Linked DNA regions of Hordeum vulgare: region 2 is linked to region 1. Evidence: chromatin contacts called from public Hi-C data. All regions are on one chromosome and are shown on one strand. The core of a region is the stretch at or near the end of the contact, and the rest is flanking DNA. Distances in the headings are between cores, read along the strand shown.

What was found. A called contact is a pair of places that touch in the nucleus more often than the background predicts.
Region 2: a Hi-C map of seedling shows a contact between it and region 1, with 3 times the contacts expected there. The contact joins the promoter of LOC123443032 here to the promoter of LOC123443029 in region 1. A contact is called at or near these places in 2 of 6 Hi-C or Micro-C datasets (leaf and seedling).

What each region holds. Positions count from the first base shown.
Region 1 is chr3H:74,915,385-74,920,685 of MorexV3_pseudomolecules_assembly, forward strand. It overlaps LOC123443029, which reads right to left and starts at 2,295. Exons shown (of 1, transcript XM_045119251.1): 1 at 1-2,295. The coding sequence starts at 139. The region is part of intron 2 of LOC123443030; the gene reads left to right.
Region 2 is chr3H:75,157,214-75,162,514 of MorexV3_pseudomolecules_assembly, forward strand. LOC123443032 (cylicin-1) reads left to right here and starts at 3,029. Exons shown (of 12, transcript XM_045119256.1): 1 at 3,029-3,133; 2 at 5,032-5,301. The coding sequence starts at 5,121.

The DNA of each region.
Region 1 (5,301 bases), core at 1,045-3,544:
GGAACAGGAGGCCCTTCTGGATGTAGTTGGCGTTTATCATGGAGACGTCCCACGAGGCGAACGGGATGCGCTCGCGCGGCCGAGCCGGCGGCTTCACCGTGCGCGACGACACCACGCGCACGGGCGACGGCGGCGGCATTGCGCTATCTGCTTGCCGACTGGCTGGCTGGCTATGGAGATGGCCGAGCTCGTTCTCCGACTCTGTGATCGATCCAGGAGGGGCTGCACTGGATTTTATAGGCTCAGAACTGAATGCGCCGCGCGTGCGCTGCCTATGACTCTGTCTGAAGGGAATGTTGAAGGAAATTGCTCAAAACTGGTCTCACTCAGGAACGGCGTCACAGCTTACGTCAGGACGTGAGAGTTAACAAATACAGTACGGAGTATGCTGCTGCACTTGATCAAGTCAACGAAGCAGTGTGGCGCAGACCAGTGCAGCTTTGCATCTACTCCAGTAGCTGTTTGAACTTGACAATCTTCTATGGTGGCCAATATTATATCCCCATCCCAACGGTGGTATTAGAGCTGCTCCGATATCATTCTCTGAGTATTGTGAATACGTTCTTGCAGTCCCTGGTAACGTGATCGATTCTCCTCTCTTTGTATCTATACTGGGACGTACAGTAGATTTTTAGACCGGGCGGCAAACCAGAAATCTGTTAGATCCAAATTAAAGCAATGTTGAGGGGATAATTTCTGTAAATCATCCAATACCACACCCGCAATATGCACTACACTGAGCCCAGTTCTTAAAATATCTTACCCTACTAGTAGATGTTTGCAGGCGGGTAGATGATTAGTGGCAGACCTAGACAATATAACATCAATAAAACCATTCAAATATTTATAAAAGGTACACTCCAAATAGTATAATTTAGTATAATCATCATTACAAATCTGATAAATAATCCTAAGATAGCATTAAGCGAGTGGGAGGTTAGCTGGTTAAGGTGCGTGAGGTTGGTGTTTTTTTTTGAGAAGGAAGGCGCTGGTAAGCAGTTCACAAGCCTCAGACACACCAAGCTAAAAAGGATAGACACGGAGAAGCATAGCTCGGAGATGAAGAGGTCCTCAGCGCGAGCAGAACAACAAGGAAGGAGAATGTCAGCTCTGGATCAACACGTTCAATGACAAGGTAGAGCACGCCGTCGTCTAAACACTGAAAGCCCCGACACGACACATCCGCCCAGCTCCAATGTCAAAGAAGGCCCTTGCCTCCTCGTTTGGCTTGAAAGTCGTCGCACCGTTGACAAGAGAAGAAGTTCTCCATAGAACATGGGAGGTAGTCACCGGCAGGCTGCAGCTGGAAAGAAACGTAGCACACCCAACAAGCAACGTACATATCACCAAGAGCAGAGCATCGCCAAATCCCACGGCCCGGTCACGGAAAAGGAAGAGATGCCGAAACGGACAAAGACGAGCAACAGCTAGATCTCTCGGAGGACGAAGAGTACCAAAGTGCAGTCACCGAAAGAGGGGCTAATGCACTCGCGCGACGCTGAGAAGGGTCTCCATAGGAGGGGAACCCGATCCCCTCGTGCGTGGAGAATCCACAGTCCTTGCAGGACACCTCACAGCAGCCCGCAGAGCTCTTAAAAAGTGAGGGGTCACTTAGGAAGTCGCCATCATCGTGGGAGATAAGCTACCGCCGCCGCTGCACACAAAGCACATTGCCGAGCATCCCCATGCCCACCAAGCTCCCAAAAATGGCGCTTCAGGAAGGACGCGACGTCGAAGGCGCCGCCGCCGTCCAAACTGTGTTGAAGATTTTTCCGGGGAGGCAAGGAGGGAGGGTAGAGGAACAGACCAGAACGACGCCTCCAAGGAGGGGAGCGGCGCCCTCGGGCGTCACCACCGCCGTGACCGACGAGGTCAGCTGGGATTTCTCGCGGTCTTCACTTCCCCACTACCCACATCCCAACGACGCGAGAACCGGCGCCCCACGACAGAGCAGACCGGATCCGACCGGGGCAGGGCTCGCCCGACAACATAGGAGGCAGGGACAGTCAGATCTGGTGCCACCAACAACGAAGGCTACCGGTGCACCAAGGCTCACGTCCTTCGGTTCGCTTGCCGTCCACATGGCCGAGGTCGTCGGCTGATGCCCGCGCCATCGCCTACCTAGGGCCGATCACGCCACTCTGAACAGGGCCGCCGTCCCGGAGCACGCAGCCCCCTGCAGAAGAGGCAGAGCAACGAAGGCCCCGCCGCCACCTTCATCGACAGCGCTGAAAAGGATCAAGATGGACCTAGAGGGGGGGGGGGGGTGAATAGGTACAAATCCAAATTTTAATAATTACTTAGCAATTTTAGGCAAAAGTGCGGAATATTAGTGTAAGCCTAATAATTGCTATGACATGGAGTAAGCTATTTAGAGTGAAGTAAGACAAGCGGTAAACAATAATCAAATACAAGTACGTAATAAGGATTAACACAAGTAGAGAGTTAGGGTTAGGAATAACCGAAACTCCAAGAGAGACAAGGATGTATCCCGATGTTCACTTCCTTGGAGGGAAGCTACGTCACCGTTAGAGGGGCGGATGTTACCACGAAGGCACACCAATGCCACGAAGGCTCACCCTATTCTCCCTTTGAGATAACTCCACGAAGGCGTTTCTCAACCACTAGTGGTAAGCCTTGAGGTGGCTTCCAAACCTTCACAAACTTTCCGGGGGATATCACAATGGATTGATTCCTCTCCGAAGACTCCTACCGCCTAGGAGTCTCCAACCTCCAAGAGTAACAAGATCACAGGGATTGCTCAAAACTTGCTCAAATCACAAATCACTTTGGTGGGAAGGAGGAGAGGGAGACGATCTATCTTTTGATTGGAACAACACTCAAAGGAACTCACAAATTCTCTTGGGATCTAGGATTTGGTGTAGACAAGAGTGAGTGAGAGGAAAGGTGTTCTTGGGTGTATTCTAGCTGTGTTGAACACCCTTTCCCGAGGTGGGAGAAGAGTATATATAGTGGGGAGTGAAATCCAGCCGTTGGGGGCACTTTAAGTCACACAGGGTCCGGACGTCCGACAGTTGCCGGACGTCCGGGCGTCCGCGAGGGGTCGGACGTCCGACAGGGGTCGGTCGTCCGAGGCCTATAGATATGACTGAAAATATTGTGTATTGAACAGTGACCGGACGTCCGGAGAGGATCGGAATTCCGGGTTATTCGACTCAACTGCTACTGGTGGGTGGTTCCGGATTTCCGAAGAGGAACGGACGTCCGGCCCTCGGACGTCCGGAGGGAGCCGGAAATCCGAGTTATAGAACTCAACTTCTTCTGGTGGTAGGTTTCGGATTTCCGAAGGGTTCGGACGTCCGGCCCTCGGACGTCCGGAGGGAGCCGGAAATCCGAGTTATAGAACTCAACTTCTACTGGTGCAGGGCTCCGGATTTCCGGGGCTGGTCGGACTTCCGGCTCTCGGATGTCCGGAGGGAGCCGGATTTCCGAGTTATATGTCTCACAAACTTCTGGTGAAGGGCTGCGGATTTCCGAAGCCAGCCGGACGTCCGGAGGGAGCCGGATGTCCGAGGCAATAGACCTGTATTGATATAAGAACAGAGTGGAGAATATGTGGGATTGGGTATGACAGTAAAGATGTGGTATGGGCAAGTTCATCACAAAAACCTGTGATCTCCTCTTAATAGTGCGGGATCCCTATACTCAATATCAGTAAACTCAAAGGACTAGTCTACATCATCTTTTCTTAATCCCGAGCCTTCTCGAAATATAAATCCTCAATCTTCTCAGACAACCTTTGGCACATAATTCTCAATCTACTAAAGTACTTGCCATCCTGAGATACCCTCAACAAATAGGATTAGTTTCCTATGTATGTGTTGTCATTAACACCAAAAGACGATTAGGGGCATAGCATGCACTTTCAGTCTCCCCCTTTTTGGTAGTTGATGACAACATATACATAGGTCTCAAAAGGATTTAACATACATTATAGTCTAGGATATATTTAGTACGGAGCTCCCCCTTAGTATATGCATGATAACAAAAATCGAAGCTCCAATGGATCAACATGTAAAGATAATAGATCATCATAGAAGTAGTGGAGCAAAACATAATAGTCTATGATGATATCATAGCAATCCATAACAAATCACAATCATTCATAAGTAGCCATACATGAGTTTATCCATTACATTAAATCTCCAAAGACTAAAGACTACGATACATTACTCCCCCTTTGGCACCAAGTACCAAAAAGGAAGACATCAACAGCATCAAACACGCTCAGAGCTCATCACCATCATCATCAGCATCATCAGGCAAGCCACTGCCACCAGCCTCGTCAAAGAAATCAGACCACTCAGGACCAGATGGGAAGCCAAAATCAGTAGGAGGAGCAGCAGGAGGGGCCTCATCATCACTCACATCAAGAGCGCCCGAGGCTCTCAGACGAGCCTTGAGGACATTCTTGGAGGAGACTAAGCGAGAAACCACATCATGGGTTTGACCACACTGGAAAGAGAAGGCCTTCATCAAAGCAGAATGTGCCTTGCCAAGGAATTTGGCAATGCGATCGAGAGGAGCGGAGCTAGATGAGGGGGTGGCGGCCCGTGCAGCAGTGCGGCGAGTGGATGTGGAGGATGATGGGGTTTTCTTGGGAGCATAGTCATCCGTTATGTGAGCGGGAATGACCCACTTGCGATGTGTGTGAGTGATAGCCACAGAGAAATCAGCAACATGGTTAATAAGAGCCTGGATGAAGGGGGCGTGAGGAAAGGCTCGTTTGTACTGAAAGCTAGCAAGCCGAATCTCATGCCATAGAAAATGAGGCACATTGATTTTGCCCTTGGGATGCTCGAACAAGTGAGACATGATGTCGATACAATAGCCACTTCAAGAACCCTTATCACCCATCTTGGGATAGATGGTGCGGATGAGACACTGAAAAATGATGAAGTAAGGTGACCGCCAGATGGACACCTGGTTAAGGTCCTTCATGCGTTCATCCGCATCAAGCTCACTTAGTGGCTTGAGAAGATACCCACACACGTCAATGGACTTAGGCGCATGGTTAGGATCATCCTTATGTATTTTGAAACCGGAATTGGGGAAACCAAGTGCGGCAACAAATGTATCATAAGAAGCTGTGAAGCGAACGTCAGAGGTGATCCAACTGACAGTGTGGTTTTGACCAAAGTGGCATGTGGCATAGAACTGGTGAATGGCAGCAACATTAAAGTCGCAATGAAAAGCAAACGGGGCGGCAAGCCCCGATGCCTCAATAAGCTCAATGGCCGGGTGCATGCGAATATGCTCAACATCAATATAGAGATGAAC
Region 2 (5,301 bases), core at 1,779-4,278, 240 kb after region 1:
ACCAAGATCTAACTACGTTAAAAAATGCATGCTACCACTGCGTGGGTGTTTATAACAGGTGGTGGTTATTCTGAGATGATGAGGAACTCACTGATGAGGTGGGGAGGCATGTAAGGACAGTATGGTGCGAGAACACCGATTAACAGTTGGTCGCGTCTTATCCCATCACCCCAGAGGGTTGGTTGTGAGTGTCGGCGGGCAGGCACACAGAGGTTCTCTCTGTAATCCACACTATTCCTCCTTTTCCTAATTTGTTATATGCTCAACTTAATGCCAACGGACAATATACTATCGTGTTTTAGCAATTGATAGTCGTGTTTTAGTTCCTTTTCAACTATTGTAGCTGCACAATTTGACAACAAATGCTTCATGGAACAAGTTAATAAATATTTCTTGGTTACATTGTGTTACTGTCAAGTAATCTGGCTTTAAAGTAGCATTCACTTATCATGGCACTGCATATGGATATGTCTCTCTTTGAAGCTAAGGCGTACCTTGGAAAGATATTACTATTAGTGTCGTAGTTGGTTTTCTGCTTGTTTTTTCACTAACTCGAAGGTAACTAATAGTTTGATCTTTAAATTTATAGACAATCAGGTGATAAGTAATTGACGATACAAGGCATTTGAACGGACTTGAAGCATTGACCCTTCATTGGACTTACCTCAGGCTGGAGTGTCAACAGAAAATTATCACCAATCTTGGTAACCGCTCCCTAAATCTTAAGCACAACTATCAGTTTGACATTTGGAGTCGGCCCGACTTTCTTTTTTTTAAATGCGAGTGAAAGAGGATATCTGCCCGTCCCTGCATATCAGAATTCATACCTTAGGTACCCTGAAGCAAAAAACTGGTGCATTGCAAGCTTATTACCAGAATCTATATCCAGTTTTTTGGACCAACCTACATGGACGAGAACGCGACATCTTGGAATGGTCCAGTGACCAATCATCAGATTATTTTCGGATGCACACATTAGAGGAGAGGAAATAGAATGGACAAACAAATAGATGGTGCCACTGGTGCTTGTGAAGCTATGCAGAGAAGACGAGAGAGATGATAGCCCAAAAAATGGGATGTGTCCAGGCCCTGCGGGCCTGCATTAGCCCATCGGTGTTTATTCCTAGGGCTATTATCAAGTTTGTTGAAATCGTTTCTGAAAGTTTCAATGGGGACACAAGACAAAGATGTTACTCTGTAAGGTCTTAGTACTGTCAGTGCTAGCGATGGATGACATGCATTATCTATTTGTGGGCAACAACCTAAACCCCATTATGAGGTGCACCATATCTTTTTCTTGCCTCTGCTATATGTAACTTGTAGGGCCGTTACCCTATTTTTCCTTTTTGTTACAATATTTAGTTTTGTACCATTGATGTGAACTTTGGCTACTGCAGCATGGAACAACTGTACCGCAAGACATTGTACATATTTGGTGGAAGTCGCAATGGGCATTATCTTAGTGACCTTTAGGTTTGTGAAGCTAATGTGATAATGCATCATGTCATATAATTATGCATCCTACTTTAGTGTTAGCTCATACATGGGGCTATATGAGCAAATTCTTGCAAAAAAAATCTATTTGTTTGAGATAGCAATAGTACAAGATGAATACCGACGTTACAATATGTTTTCATTGGTATGATATTTTCATAAAATTACTTTTAAACTTACTAGCTTTTCTGTATGCATTACTTTCCCTTCATGTGGTAAGGGCTGGATAAATGGAGTCAAATAATTAAATTCTGGACAAAGAGAAATGCAATGTTTGTTCCCTTAAAATAGGTTATGTGTCTGCCTACCTAAAATTGCAATGTTTGTTCCCTGGACTAAGAGAAATGCAATGTTTGTTCCATGGACATTGAAATTCAACAGAACTTCATCTTTTTATTATTATGTGCCTGGCTACCTAAAAAAAGATTCAACCAAATGGTTACAATTGCAACACTTTACATCACTTAATAGGTACCACTTGATTTTAAAATTATGTGTCTTGACTACCTAAAAAAAGTAATGGTGGTCTAGCTTTTGAGGTTTTGAGGCAACCTAACAAACATTACCATTATTTCGACAAAGTAAAAGTTACTTCTTTATTGAAATATATTTTATCGTGGTTGTAGGATTTTTCACTTATTCTGTTTCTGTCATCTCTACATTTGGTGTTTTGATGTGTCTCAGATTTTGTGTCTCATCATCAAAAGATACGTACACTAAGCATTGGAGTTTGAATGGGACACATTTGACGTGAGAGGAAGATATGTCTCTCATGCAACGAGGGGTGGGTTGTCGGTGCGGTAGCTCAAGATACTGTACAAGTTATAACATACTCCCTTTGTTCACATATATAAGATATTTTAAATATTTCAATGCGGCCTACATAAGGATTGAAATGAGTAGATTTGGTCTATCAAGTTATGACATCTTATATTTGTGAATAGAGAGAGTAGATTTCATCTATCAAGTTTGACCAAATTATGGATCTTAATGTTTGCTTGGCTTTCACCACTTATTAATGGCTTTGTTCGCAGGTTTTTAATGTTATTTAGTACAATAGATACCTTATTTTTACTCTTTTTTGTCATGGTACGTTATGTGGCTTGGGATGGGTAGTAGAAAGACCCTAACCTGTCTCACTAGATGAGGGCAAAAGAAGAAAATGTTCCATGGAGAGGAAGAGTGGGTGGTGCTTGGTTGTTGTGGAAAGATAAAACCGGAAAATAATATCAATATTTGACATGACACATTTATAAACCAGAGGCATGCATTGCTTGGCATCTGTGTTTATTTTTTTATCATTTCATTAATATCTAGCATCTTTATATTGTCCCATGACAACGCATGGATATTCAACTAGTTTTTAAAATAAAAATGAGAATGGACGTGACCGAATCGAGGGGACTAGGGCAAAGCAGCCGCTCGGTGTGGGCGGCTGACCCTGACCTCACCTCACCTCACCCTCCCGAAGCGTTTTTCCTCGCTCGCTCGCTCATCCCCTCAAAAAGGCCCAAACACTGTCGCGCACAGCTGCGCTCTCGTCTCGCCCTCCCTCCCTCCCTCTCTCTTGCGGCGCCCGCAGGCCGCAGGCAATTCGGCGGCGGCGTTCCGAGAGCGGCCGGCACCGGCCGATCTGCAGGTGCGTCTCCTCCTCCTCCAACATCCCCACCCCTATCCCTGCAAGCTGACCCGAGCGCCACCGCCGACGCCTCGTCAATCACCCGGCCAAACCCCGCGCGCGTCGCTCTTCCCTTTCCGCCTCATTTCCCGCCCCGCCGTCTCCGCCCCGTTCCTCAATCCTAGACATCGGTTGCGGAGGCATGAACATTTCGGCCATTTCATCCAGTGATGATTTAACCATCACAAATTCTGGCGCGCTGCGCACCGTCCAGATCCGCCCCTGCAAGTAGTTCGTTGCCGAGGAACCCTAGCTTGCTCGAGCAATGGGGCCGTGTTTTTCGCCTTTCGTTTACCGTGAGGAATCCGTATTAGTTTCTTTTTTTGACCAGCAGCTTCTAATCCCGCGCATATGGAATCCATTCCGCTCTGGCCGCTGTCCTGTTCCGTGAGAAAAATGGAAAGACGATGCCGCCGCTAATTCCACCATGTTCCTGGTCATTTTAGGGTTTTTTCAGCAATTTCTAAATCTCGCGTAATTGTGGGTTCAATTAGGTCCGCCCCGCTTACGGTTCTTGCTTGGTCTGTGACCGCGCGCTAGGTTGATGGATTTTATATCGGTGGGTGGGTTTTGTGAACGCCAAAAGAAATGGCTTTTGGCGCGTTTGCCCCCCTGCCCTAGGTTGGCAGAGTCAATTTTAGGGATTCAACGTCCTCTCATCTCACTTTAGATCTCGCTTATGAATTCCATCCTGTTCTGGGCTTCTGTCTGCTGCCCTGTTACTTGAGGTAAGAAGATATTATGTCTGATTCTGGCGCTAGTTCTGCCGTGTTCCTGGCCCTAGTATTTCAGTGCCAGCAGTGCAATCGAGTTGAAGTTGTTGGAGGACACAAGTTGAGATGAAATTAGACATAAAACTGCACAATATCTTGTTCATGGCGCAATTACTCGCCTAGCATGATAAAAATGATGTACTTTGAATCAAATGTTTCAGGCTTCTTCCTTCTTCCATCTGTTGCTCATTTCCCCCCTGCTGTCTCCACTCTGTCCGCAATCTTAGACCAGATTTTGGAGGTATGACAAATTAGTCATCTCATCCAGTAATAATTTTAATCGCAAACTAACCTGCACAAATTCTGGGTGTGCACCATCCAGATCCCCCCCTCTAGTTTGTTGGTGAGGAACCTAGCTTGCTTGAACAATCTGGCCATCCTTTTTGCCTTTTATTTAGCGTGAGCAATCCAGATTAGTTTTTTTTGAGCAACTTCTAATCTCGCATATTAATTCCATTCCATTCTGGCCGCTGTCCTGTTCTGTGAGAAAAATGGGAAGAAGATGCTTTGTCCACCCTGGTGCTAATCGTACCCTGTTCCTGGTCATTTTGTCCGCCCTGATGGGTCCCAGTTTTACAATGACTAAACTGGATGATAGCTCCTCCCTCTGTCCCATAATGAGCTATTATATTATGGGACGGAGGGAGTAGAATTTAGTTCAAAAATTTGTTACAAATATGTTCCTGTTTATACAATCCCATACCACCGACGTGTCCCCTAGACTGACGCCATTCCTTGAAATTTTTATCACTTGCTTCCTATAACATACTGTGTATTCTGTAATTCATTAGTTTGATTCTCTGGATCGTGATTGGTACACGGCTTGCTGGATGTTCATATTAAGTGTTTACATGCTGGGAAGAGTTTCTTTCTTTTGTCTCGAGAAATGATCGGATCTGTTTGGACCCAAACATTTTGGTCAAGACCATCATAAAAGGACATCTTCATTACATTAAATGACTTGCTGTACCCCAAGCTTATTGTAAACCATGCAACCCAAGTATCCAATTTTTTTATTGTACTATCTAGCTTTTAAAAGGAAAAAGTAACTAATATGTTCTGACCGATTCTAATATTTCCTGGCAGCGCCTTGTGTTGAAGACTTCGAGACCTTCCTGCTATATTTGCATTAGTCTTGGTTCACATTGAAGGATTCCTTGACATTTTGAGGTAAAATGAGTGGTGCTCCAAAAAGATTGCATGAGGAGGGTAGCCACTCTACACCTGCGAAACGGCCTTTGGACGAGAGCAGCGTGTATCCGAGCCCTTCTGGGAAACTCATTCAACCAGGCAGTAGTGATTTCCATGGTTCTTTTGAACATGATGTAAGATTTGCCAAAATACCGCGTGTTGAGT